Linked DNA regions of Sus scrofa: region 2 is linked to region 1. The links are chromatin contacts, called in public promoter capture Hi-C maps. All regions are on one chromosome and are shown on one strand. Each heading gives the region's core, a stretch centred on a gene start, on an enhancer-like site or on the middle of the called end of the contact. The rest is flanking DNA. Distances are from core to core; before and after follow the strand shown. Region 1 holds the start of DPH5 (diphthamide biosynthesis 5). Region 2 overlaps SLC30A7 (solute carrier family 30 member 7).

The links. Promoter capture Hi-C pulls out the DNA fragments that hold promoters and counts their contacts.
Region 2: a contact with region 1 is called in a promoter capture Hi-C map of liver, with 4 times the contacts expected there. The contact joins the enhancer-like site here to the promoter of DPH5 in region 1. A contact is called at or near these places in 1 of 5 promoter capture datasets (liver), 5 of 47 Hi-C or Micro-C datasets (embryonic fibroblasts, liver, skeletal muscle and 1 more) and 2 of 2 datasets of contacts at active chromatin or transcription factors (alveolar macrophages and skeletal muscle).

The regions. Positions count from the first base shown.
Region 1 is chr4:117,265,253-117,270,777 of Sscrofa11.1, reverse strand. DPH5 (diphthamide biosynthesis 5) reads right to left here and starts at 1,748. Exons shown (of 8, transcript NM_001243679.1): 1 at 1,618-1,748; 2 at 1,232-1,389. The coding sequence starts at 1,366. LOC106508363 (a long non-coding RNA gene) reads left to right here and starts at 1,794. Exons shown (of 7, transcript XR_002343569.1): 1 at 1,794-1,980.
Region 2 is chr4:117,338,492-117,344,685 of Sscrofa11.1, reverse strand. The region is part of intron 8 of SLC30A7 (solute carrier family 30 member 7); the gene reads left to right. Among named protein-coding and RNA genes, the nearest start is that of SLC30A7, 55 kb to the left of the region's middle. Within about 2 kb of position 2,930, at least 2 of the 83 cell types and tissues checked have an H3K27ac peak or open chromatin away from gene starts, as enhancers often do. A contact at or near this core is called in embryonic fibroblasts and liver, where this site is marked.

The sequences.
Region 1 (5,525 bases), core at 499-2,998:
TTTTTTTGCTTTTTAGCGCCGCACCTGAGGCATATGCAAGTTTTCAGGCTAAGGGTAGAATTCACAGCCTTGTGCTAAGGCCAGCCACAGCCACTGCAATGCGGCATCCAAACTGCATCTGTGACCTACACCACAGCTCACAGCAAAGCGGGATCCCCAACCCACTGAGTGAGGCCAGGGATTGAACCTGCATCCTCATGGATTCTAGTCAGGTTGGTTAACTTCTGAGCCACGAAGGGAACTCCAGAATTCTAGCACTTTAACAAAGTACACATAATCTACTTGTAGGTGAGGTTGGGCCCAGCCCTAGATCCTGACCCTTTAGGTAATAATTCTACAAGTATGTTTTTGGGGAAAAAAATACTTTAAAAAGTCTTAACCAAAATTAACATTTAGTTAGCACTTCAATTTGCAAAGCACTTTCAAATACATCACCTTAAGAAATGATATAATATTAATAGCCTTCCAACTAGCTATTATCTCCATTTGACAAATGAAGAAACTGAGATATAGTGATGTTTGGAAATATATCTATTAACGAACCATGTTTCTGAACACTTTTGTGCCAGACACTATGCTAAAATCCTGTAAGAAATTTGACAATGAACCTGAACTTGACCCTTCCTCCAAAATTTACTGAGCCCTTAACCAGAACCAGGTAAATGTTTGATACACTAGCAAATTCCCTGGTTACTAAGATCCAGGCTCACTCAATACACCCAAGTGTATGGGTATAAGCCTTAACTGGGAGATGTCTATTTAAAGGTAAGTTCTCTCAGGATAGGATACAGACAGAAAGGAGATTACCGTTCTCTATGGAAATACTTCAAAGGGATAAGCTTTCAGCTCGATTCCTGAATACATAACCAACTCATTAAGGCTGAATAAGCACCTCATTAGCATTCAACTCAGAAAGGATTTCTTGGCTATCTCATGAAATAGCGGATTCTGATAACCATCCCCAGGAGTGTAAAGCAATTCTCCTTTCCTATTTAATGGAAAAAGCCACACAATTAGACTTGTAGAGTAAAAAAAGGTCCCTTTCCTTTTCCAAATCACTTGGTTGGTGTATGACTCCCAATTTTGTAATACCCAGATTCGTAACGAGTACGGGATGTGTTTTAATCGGTTTAAACCAACAGACGTGAAAAAGTCGGTACGGCGTAGCATACTAAAACTCAGCTGTTAGATATCGTTCTTCCTAGAAGGCTGGAAAGCCTTGGGCACCTACCAGCACTTCCTTCCCTACAGTCAGGATTGAGGTATAGGCTTCCAGATACACTCGACTGCAGCGTCTTACAACTTCCAGGCCCTTGACTGTGATGTCCTTGGCATCTCCCAGGCCCAAACCGATCATGTAAAGCATTTCCAAGTCCAGGGGGAGGGCGACTGCAGGACGAAATGAACAAGAAAATCAAGTGCCAGCTACACCGACGATACCAAAAATCTAGAGGTGAACACCAAGACGAAAACCCAAACAGCTCGGGGAGGGACCGCCTATCACAGGAGGGAGGTTTAAGAACCTAATCTCACGCCTTTTAAATAAGGATTGGAGTGTTTTTAAACAACCCTAACCGCCTTCTCTCTTGTTACACAAACCTAGGGACAGATGGTTACCGTTGGGAGAATCGTAGCTGGGGCCCTGTCTTCCCAACTCCCTAATAGCCGCTGCTCCCCAGAAGCAGTGCCCAGGCAGAGGATGTGCGCTGAGCAGGGATCCACGCCGTCGCCCTCACCTACGGTGCCGTAAAGCGCCGGCGCTTCGCGGCACTTTACGACTAGCTGGGAGGGTGGCTCCCACAGGCTCTGGGCGGGGAGACTCGCCGCGCCTAGGAATGACCCGTACGTAGGCTGCTGGGGTGAGAAGGCGTAAGGTCAGCCGGACGGGGGGAGTCTGATCAGTGACCTCAGCATGGCCTTTGGGAAGGGACGAGGCCGGCCCACTATCCCCCTAGCTTAAACATGCCCAGCCTGGGACCGGTAAGTGCAGAAGCTCTTTACCCTTGAAGAGCCGCCCGCGAGGTTGGGCCGAGGAGCCCACACGCCTTCCGCGTCTCCTCCAGACGCAGGAGGGGGGGCGGGAGGAAGGAATTTCCCTAATTTTCTCCGGGATTGCCCAAGTGCACACATTCCCATCCTCGCCTTTTCATTCGACTGTATTTTAACCAGCTGCCTCCCTGGTGAGGTGACAGCCTGGAAGACCTGGTGATGAGTGTCGGTTCTGATTTCCCAGCGGGGCAGTGATTCCTTGGGTTTGTCCCCAGGCCCTCATTCTGGAGTGCCCCAAGTGGCGTGACTGGAATCTGCCTCAGTCATCCTCACTGTCAGTGCCGGGAAGCCCAGACCCTCCTGTGCCCAGAGAAGTGACCTTTAAGAATGCTAAGGGATTTCAAATGTAGACCTAGTGCTTCCACGGGGAATTCTTAAAGTGGTTGGTTAGAAGTAGTTCCAATATCGAAATTATTTGTTTTGACTGAATATGCTTTTCCTGAGGTCACTAGTGACCTCATCCAAGATAGCGTTGATTACTCAGTGTTCCTTGTGTTTCTCCGACAATGGCTTGTGTCTTGTTTGCTCAACTCTGCTTCCTTTGGCCTTGGCTTTATCTCTTCTTCCCGAATTCCGTCCAGTCTTTGACTTTATTGTTCTATAAACTCTTTTTTTCTTTCTTTTTTTTTTTTTTTCTTTTTAGGGCCGCACCCTCGACATATGGAGGTTCCCGGGCTAGGGGTTGAACCCGAGCTACAGCTGCCAGCCTACATCACAGCCACAGCAGTGCCAGATCGGAACCTCATCTGCGACCTACACCACAGCTCATGGCAATGCAGGATCCTTAACCCACTGAGCGAGGCCAGGGATCAAACCTGCGACCTCATGGTTCCTAGTCGTATTTGTTTCTGCTGGGCCAGGAGGGGAACTCCTGTTCCGTACACTCTTAATGATCCGTTCTATCCAATATCATTATATTGACCCATTCCTCACACAATGTACATAATTAAACTCAAAATGTCTCATAGATGTAAGTGGAAAACATAAAACTTCCAGAAGAAAACAGGGGAAAATATTGGTGACCTACTTCCAAATATTTCTGAAGTGCAATACAAAAGCATGATGCAAGAAAAAAAAATGATAAGATTGTACCCCAACAAGATAAAAGCTATGGTCTTCAAAAAAACACTGAAGCCATACACTGGGAGAAAATATTTGCAAAGCATATGTGTGATAAAGCACTTACATCGAGACTATATAAAGTACTCTCAAAACACAATAACAAGAAAACACCCAATTTTTTAAATGTGAAAAAAAATTGAGCACATCCCTAAAGAAGATACATGAATAGAAAAATAAGCATTTGAAAAGATGCCAAACATCATTAGACATTAGAGAAATCAAAATCAAAACCACAATGAGATAACTACTACACACCTATTAGAATGGCTAAAGTCAGAAACAAAAACAAAGCTTTGACTATTCACTTTCATGATTTCAGTTACCTTTAATAGTTTGCAGACTCAAATTTCAACCTCCCATTCAGACCCCTCCTCAACATCCTGTATTTAACTTTCTGCTGGAAAGCATCTGGATAACCTGGAGGCATGTCAAATCTAACACATCCAAAGCTGAATCCATCTTTTAACCTTTCAACTTGGCTTTTTCCTCTGTTATCTGCTTTGATTGGAAGACACTGTCATCTCTAGGCGCTTATCCAGGCCAGATACCTGGAAGTCACCTCACATTTTAATTTGACAATCATGCTGTTTTTTTCTTGGTAGAAACCACACCTGCCATCACGGTCTTGGTTCAGGTCCTGTTATGTCACTCCTGCAGCTTGTCAGCATGTCTCCCTCACATACATCCCTCTTTCAGGAGCCAGGGAGATCTAGCTCAGAAACAATCTGAAAATGTCATTCCCCTTCTAAATCCTTTTGAGGCCAAGAGAAGGTCCAGGCTCCTTTAACATATCCCACAAAATCACCCATGATGTGACAACTGTCTCCAATACATCCCATGAGCTTTTCCTCTAGCAGTTCACCCCTGCGCCCACGCATGCTGCTCTGTGCCTCGCTGCCTTTAGTCAGGCAGCCACTTCAACATGGAATACCCGCTCCCATTCTCTCCTGCCTAAATTACTGCTATCATTCTTGAAGACTAAACTCAGGAAGCAGCCCTAGAGATCCCCAGGCTAGGTTAGGTATCTTCTTTTCATTACAGTAACACTTCATACATGGACTTATCATCAATTTAAGTATTTTGTAATTCTTTTACGTATGTTCTCTTTACAAAACCATCAATTTAATGGAATTAGGAACTGTATTTTACTCATATTCTCATCCTTAAGGCTTAGCACAGTTTTCAGCACATAGCAGGTATTCAATAAATGTTAACTAGACCATTATTTACCCATTAATAGCTAGGTGATTTCTTATGATGTCTTTTTCTGTCTTTATGAAATGCAGGGAGTGGTATGCTCTGGATGATTACCGAAAAATCGTTGACAGGATTATCAAACATAAACATGCCTTGCTTAGCACACTTTAGAAAGTCATTTATGTTGAAAGCCTTATGACACACATCACATATACTTCCATGCATACTATTTAGCAGGTGAATTTTCCAACGTACTGTTTTTTTTTTTTTTTTTAATTGCTTTTTAGTGCTGCATTTGCAGCATATGAAAGTTCCCAGGCTAGGGGTTGAATTGTAGCTACAGCTGCCTGTCTATACCACAGCCACAACAGTTGGGGATCTGAGCCGCATCTGCAACCTACACCACAGCTCATGGCAACACCAGACCCTTAACCTACTGAGCAAGGCCAGGGATCGAACCTGCATCCTCACAGATACTAGTCGGATTCATTTCTGCTGCCCCACGACGGGAACTCCCTGTACTGGTCATTTTTTTTTTTTAACATGTTTTTGTTTTTAGATTTTCACAGGGAAAGGACATTTCCAATAAGAATAATTAGTAATCCAAAAGAAGGCTTTATCTCCTTTGAGGAAATCTATATTGAAATAGAAGTTATTCTGAGTAGAAAAGAATTGTATTTTTAGATACAGAAGTAATTTCATGTTTGACTTTCCAAAATTTAGTCAAAGGAGCTTACTTTCATTATAGAATTCTTAAACTTTTCTGTTTGCCTTTATTTCGCAGTAGGAGGATGAATTTGGAGGACTTTTCTGGAGGTAGATAATGTAAAGGTGCAATCTTTTTTCCTCTCCAACTCAACAGATGAACAGATGTAACTCGAAGACTCATCTTTTTCTGCAGAGTTATTCTGTGTGATTTGGTTTCTCCCTTGCCATTTAAAATGTTTCAAATATGATTGCATTTTCCCCAACAATCTATCATTAAAAATTTCAAACAATATAGAAAAGTTGAAACAATTTTACAATAAATGTCCATATAGCCACCTCCTAGGTTTTACAGTTTTAATATTTTTGCTGTATTTACTCAATAACATATCCATCCACCCAGCCGTTAATCCATGTTGTTACTATTGTTGCATTTCCAAGGGAGTTGTAAG
Region 2 (6,194 bases), core at 1,681-4,180, 73 kb before region 1:
CCTGCTTTTTAGGGCCACACTTGCGGCACATGAAAGTTCCCAGGCTAGGGGTACAGTCGGAGCTGCAGCTGCAGAGATCGAACCTGCATCCTCATGGATACTAGTTGGGTTTGTAACCTCCTGAGCCACCACAGGAACTCCTCAACTTTAGACTGTACCAGTTAGCTCTCAGAGAGCAGAAAACGTTCATATTCTTATAACTGTTCATCTTCTGCTGAGCTTTTCAAATTTTTTTTTGTGGTCCAGGCTTCCTGCACCCTCTCAAGATCAGCTTCTCCTAACGTCAGAACTCTCCTTTAGGCCAAGGTGCTTTGGCAGCACTAACAAAGCACCGCGATGCCTTAACTGCAAGAAGTCTTGCAGAGCAGTTAAGAGGATTCATTGTGGAGCAAAACTGCCTTGGGTTCAAATCCTGTTTTTACCATTTAGCTGTGTGACCTTGAGCACATCCCTGAGCTTCAGTTTTCCATCTTTAAAATGGGGCTGATCAATACCTACCTCATAGTTTGTTATATTAGATTAAATAGGGTAAGATACCTCAAGGCTAGAGCAGACCTGCCCCATGGCAAGCATTGTATTAAGTGTTAATTGCTGGACTTATAACTAAACAGACCCAGTCTAGATCAGGTTCCTTATAATCTTGTTAAAAAACCTAGATATTTTTCAGCACTTTGGTCCCATCCCTCTTGGATTTTTCCTGATCTTAAGGCCTTTTTGTTCTGAGTTAAAAGCTGTGATCACTGAAGCAGATAATTAGGTTGATTTGGATAATACTGACAAATATTTCTTGCCATCTGATCCGTTTTTCCCAAATGAAGTCCTGTTTCTTCACTGCTATACTTTTAAAACATGCCAGTCTCTGTACAGACCTTCATCTCCTGCCTTTGTCGGTCTCAGCCTACGCACTGTTTGCAGTGAGGTAGTGGGGAGGTTCCTCCAGGACTCATTATCTTTCAATACAAATGTTACCGTATTTAATAAGAATAATAAGATTTATTCCAAACTTCTCTCAAAACACGGCGTGTGTATCTCGTGGAGATCCTTACTCTCTTACTTTTTCAATTCCATCGTCTCTCCCCATTTCCCTCCCTCTTGACAGGGTGGTATCATGAATCCCCTTAATTTTTCTTATTTCTTTGCACCTTTGTTCTCCATGGATATGTAATATCACTTCGTAATTTTTTTCGCTTATGTTGCTGGTATGATTTTCGTTTCTTATTCATGAGAATGAAGAGACTTTATTCAGATCGTAAATTGCACATCAAGAGTTAGGAATGCTGCTTGCTCCTGCCTACGTGTAATTCTTCCTAACTTATACTTGAATAGAGGATAAGATACTTTTGCTTCTGTTTTTTAGAGATGCTTTTTGGGGGAATGACTGAACTAAGGGGCTCTTTTACTGTTGTTATTTAGTTGTTAAGGGTTGAAAGTCATGTCAACATGAGCTGTTCTACATTTTAATAATCTTCCACTAATGTTCGCAGTTTTAAAATGGATTATTCAGCAGACGTGTGTCAAGAGCTTTAATATATTCCACGGGGCACTGTGCTGGGCCCTGGAAATAAAAGGATATGACGTGGTCTCTGATCCAGAGGACTCAGTCCTGAGGAGACACTGCGGTGTAGTGCAGAGAGCCTTAGCATTCCGGCATCCAGCTCTGCTGCTCACCAGTGTCTAACAAAGAGCAGGTTGTCTTAATCTCTCTGAGACAGTTTTCTCCTCTGTAATGTGAAGGAATTGGCCTAAATGATCGCTTATGGTCTTGTCTACATCTGTGATTCCAACATTTTCTTAGTTACTTAAGGTTGTTGTGCGGATCAAATTCGAAAACATTTATTAAAATACTTTAAAAATTAAGTGTTGTCTAAACAAAAACATCACTATTTACTAATTTGACATTATTTACTCATGCTCTTGGTCCAAAGACCAGATGCATTAAGTGTTATAACTAAGTTCCAGAAGTTTAAGGAAAATGGTGACCTTTTCATGACTTCAGCTCCAAGTTCTAAGGGTATTTTCGGGTATCTTATCATCTCCATTATTGAGTAAAGTAGGTATTCTGTAAATATGGATTTATTTAAACCATACGTTTCAGAAACTCAGTGTAATTATAAGGTAAGCCACCATCCCTGTGATTTTGGGTTATCTGTTCTATAGCAGGCTTATGAAATTCTGGGCAATTGTTCTTTACTATGGAATAATGGTATTTGTGCAAATATGACTGCATATTTACAACTTGCCTTAGGATCCCCATGTCTAAATATAGACTATATTACTTTTAAGGGTCAATTTTCTTTGGCTTTTTTGTCTGCTGAACATTTTTGAGTATATTACATACACTAGACCTTCAAATTTATGGGTTCTCTTATAAAGTACAGCTATCTTTATGTTTGTGGTTTGTAAGAACTGCTGATAATATGTAGGAGGACGTAGCCCATAAGGCAGTTCAAAAAAGTTGAATCACTACTTATGTTTTAATTAATATTAATAGACATTTATTCTCAATCTAAAGAGTTTCAACACGGTGAAACTTTTTTATTGTTAATAAAAATGTTAATCATAACGATTATCACTAGTCTGTTCTTCCAGAGCTTTCATAATAGATACCCTTTTTGGTTTGTTTATAATTGTTGCTAGATCATTTTATTTACTGTTGAAATAGTGCAGCTCTCACTAAATGCTGCTTTTGAAGTAAGATTTGAATATATTTCCCTTTGCAAAGTTCCTGGCAATAGGGAGTAATAACCAACTGCTGCTTATTTAACCTGGTAGCATTTAAGCTTTCGTATTAATTTTTATGTTTCTGATTATATGATTATAAATTTGATTTACCTTTAGCTTTTGAGGAATAAAGCTATTACCATGTTTTACTGGTAAACTCATGTGCCTAATGACTCATTCTTTTTATGTATGCTAGGAAAATGGTATTTCATTGTTAAAGCTAGAATTGAGTTAGTCAACCAGAAGTGAACCTCTAATTGTTTCCAAATGCTTACTTTTTGGGTTTGGATGCAGCTCTAAGTCTTAGCTCAGTCAGGAATTTGCTAAGTTTGTCTTTTTCCCCATATCCTTTCATTATGGCTAGATAGATCCATGCTAAAATCTGTTTTATGATCCCCTATTACGATAGATAATCAGAAAAATATGGGTGCAAACTCCTGAGCTAAACACAATTTTAAAAGGCAAAAAGAGAGTTTCTACAGGTTTCTTTTACACTTTTATAACCTATAAAACTATATAACCTATGAAATTATTCTAGAAATTGACTTTTGTTCTAAATTGCTTATCACATGTGATTTAGCAAGCATCTTTTTCTCCCCACCTGAGTTCCATGACTTAGTTATAGCTCCAACCGCTAAAATTCTCAACAATATTTTAAAATTATTATTGGAGAAAATTAGCGTAATGCTTCCATGTGCTTTGGTGAAATGCTTGCTGCTGTTGAATATAAACATTTTATTATAATTCTACCTAAGTAAGCAACCATTCCAAAAAAATCAGAAAAAAACCTCAGTTGGTACACTCTCTCTATATTATTTCTTTATTATCAATTATATCTTTTATTTAGTTATTTTTAAATAAATGCTTGCTTCTGACATTATGTTTATTAAAATACTTATCTGTCTCACATTTTTGGAATTGAGTGTTAAAATGGATGATCTCTTAAATTCTCCATTAATTCTAATAGTGCAATATCTGTGATCATGGAATTTCCCCAGTTCTAGAATCCTCAAACTAAGAGCCACATGTGAAAGTAAATTTTAGGAGAAAAAGGGAAGTACTCGTTGTTATTGTTGTTTTTACAAAGAGAGTAGTAGACTTTGAGAGGGGACGCACATGGGTTACACATGTAAAAATTTGAACAAAGGTTGTTTGGGGTAGCTTATTAAGACACTGCAGTAAGGGAGCATCCTTAATGTTTTAAAGCATCTCCTTAAGGATTATTATAGATTGGACTCAACTATCTTGTATTTATTGTGTTTTAGCTCTTTGGGGGCAAAGTTAGACTAGCCCTTGGTAATCCAAAACAAACATTTGAAGTTATTTGCCAAGTGGAATTTTACCACTGTGGCTTAAGTAAAACATTGCTCAGTTGTGTGCCTGCTCTTGCTTTCGAGTCCATGTTCTCTTCTATTCCTTTCCCCCACTTTATTTTTCAAGATCTAGTCTTTATTTTTAAAGGTATCTTTAGAGGCCTTCTTACCTGCCCACTTGCATCTCTCACAAGTGTTCTATCTTAATAAATCTATTTCTTGCCTAAAAAAGAAGTATGTTTAAAAGTAAGTTGTCAACATACTAATAAAAAAACCTGTTCATCAAAAGTTCATGGAAAATGAAAATAGTGTAAGCTTCATTGACACTTGTTTTGACTCCCTATGGGCTTTCTTCTAAATGGTGGGTTCTGAAGTGTTTGTTGCCTGATTTCCATTGACCTCTACAGGCTTTTTCAGTGGTTTTGAATTCCTTTGAAGTAAGGCGTTGTGTATTATTTATCCTTTTATTTCTGGTGCCTGGCACATGGTAGGCAGACAGTAAATGTTTGTTGACTTTACTTATCAAAATTGGAGTCAAAAAACCTGTTTTTAATTATTCTAGCCTTTCTATTCACTAGCTATGTCCTTAGCTAACTTTGGTGCACTAGCCCTCCATTTCCACAACTCGAGTAAGAGTCCATCTGATTCTAGAAAATCTGGTGCCAAGCAAAGCATTATAGTGCTGAATAATTGCGTATTTGTATTGACTGCATAATAAAAGTCATTTGCAGGATTATCTGATTAGTAATGGATTAAATTGGTTTGCAAAGTATATCTCATTTGGTGATGCTGTCCTGTGTTCTTGTTGTGGAGTATATAAAAGCAACTTCTGGAGTTCCCATCGTGGTTCAGTGGTTAACGAACCTAACTAGGAACCATGAGGTTGCGGGTTCGATCCCTGGCCTTGCTCAGTGGGTTAAGGATCCAGTGTTGCCGTGAGCTGTGGGGTAGGTTGCAGATGTGGCTCGGATCCCGCGTTGCTGTGGCGTAGGCCGGTGACTACAGCTCTGATTACACCCCTAGCCTGGGAACCTCCATATGCCGCGGGAACGACCCTAGAAATGGTAAAAAGACAAAAAAAGACCAAAAAAAAAAAGCAACTTCTATTTTCTTTCATTTCCAAGTCTCTTCTCTCTCTAGCATTCCTTGTAGCTTGGCTATTTTTTTCTTATTGAATGAAAATCAAGATGAAAGAAATTGCCTAGATATTTAATCCACTTCCTCATTTTGTAAATGAGAAGATTGATGCTCAGAAGGTTAGACTATTTGTTTAAAGCTATTTAATGGCAGAATTAGAACCCAAGTCTCATGATTTCCAATCGAGTGATTTTTTTTTTTCCACCTCAGATATTTCCAGGCATTATTAGCCGTTTCTTGAGATAAAAGATTGAAAAAGAAATTATCAAAATAGCTAAATGTAGTAGGCACAAGGAAAAGAATACTTTTTTTTTGTTCTTAGTTATTCTAGGGGAACCATTTTTGTGCCTCATTTTCTAAGTACAATAAGGAAAGTAGGAAAACATAAAAACCACTGAAGCTAAATATATAAAAACATTCAATGAGCGATCCTTTCTTTTTCCTGAGAAACAAGGAGGGAGGAAGGAAAGAAAAATGGCATAATAGTTGAATTGTGCCTTATTGTTTTACCACGATGTTTTTCTTTGCATTTTTTGTAAATCTAGGGAGTCACCACCTATTTAATAGCAGCACGGTAGATAGAAACAGACATTACCCTTCAGGTTAGATGAAGGAATAATTAGGGTTCTTTCACTGTCAAAATCCTTAGCACTGTTTCTAAGTGCCTTCCACCCGTTTTTCCTCCAACCTTATTGTAGGTATCACACATTTTTTACAGGAGCACAGAGAACACATTTCGTACAGTTCAGGGGACAGTTTGGGATCAGAGACGATAGCTTGTACCCTGAAAGGGGTGACACTTGAGATTTATTTTAAAGAAGGAACTAGAAGCCAGACTTAAGGGCAGTTTAGGGACGTTCTAGTCAGAGGCTACGGTATGAGCCAAACTGTGAGGAAGAAACAGCAAATATGTTTGCTCTAGAGGACTTAACATGTGAAGCTAGAGGAGAGCAGATCAAAAAATATACCATGTGAAAGAGTTTACACTTAATCCCTTGGGCAGTAGGGAGTTTTTAACAGTTT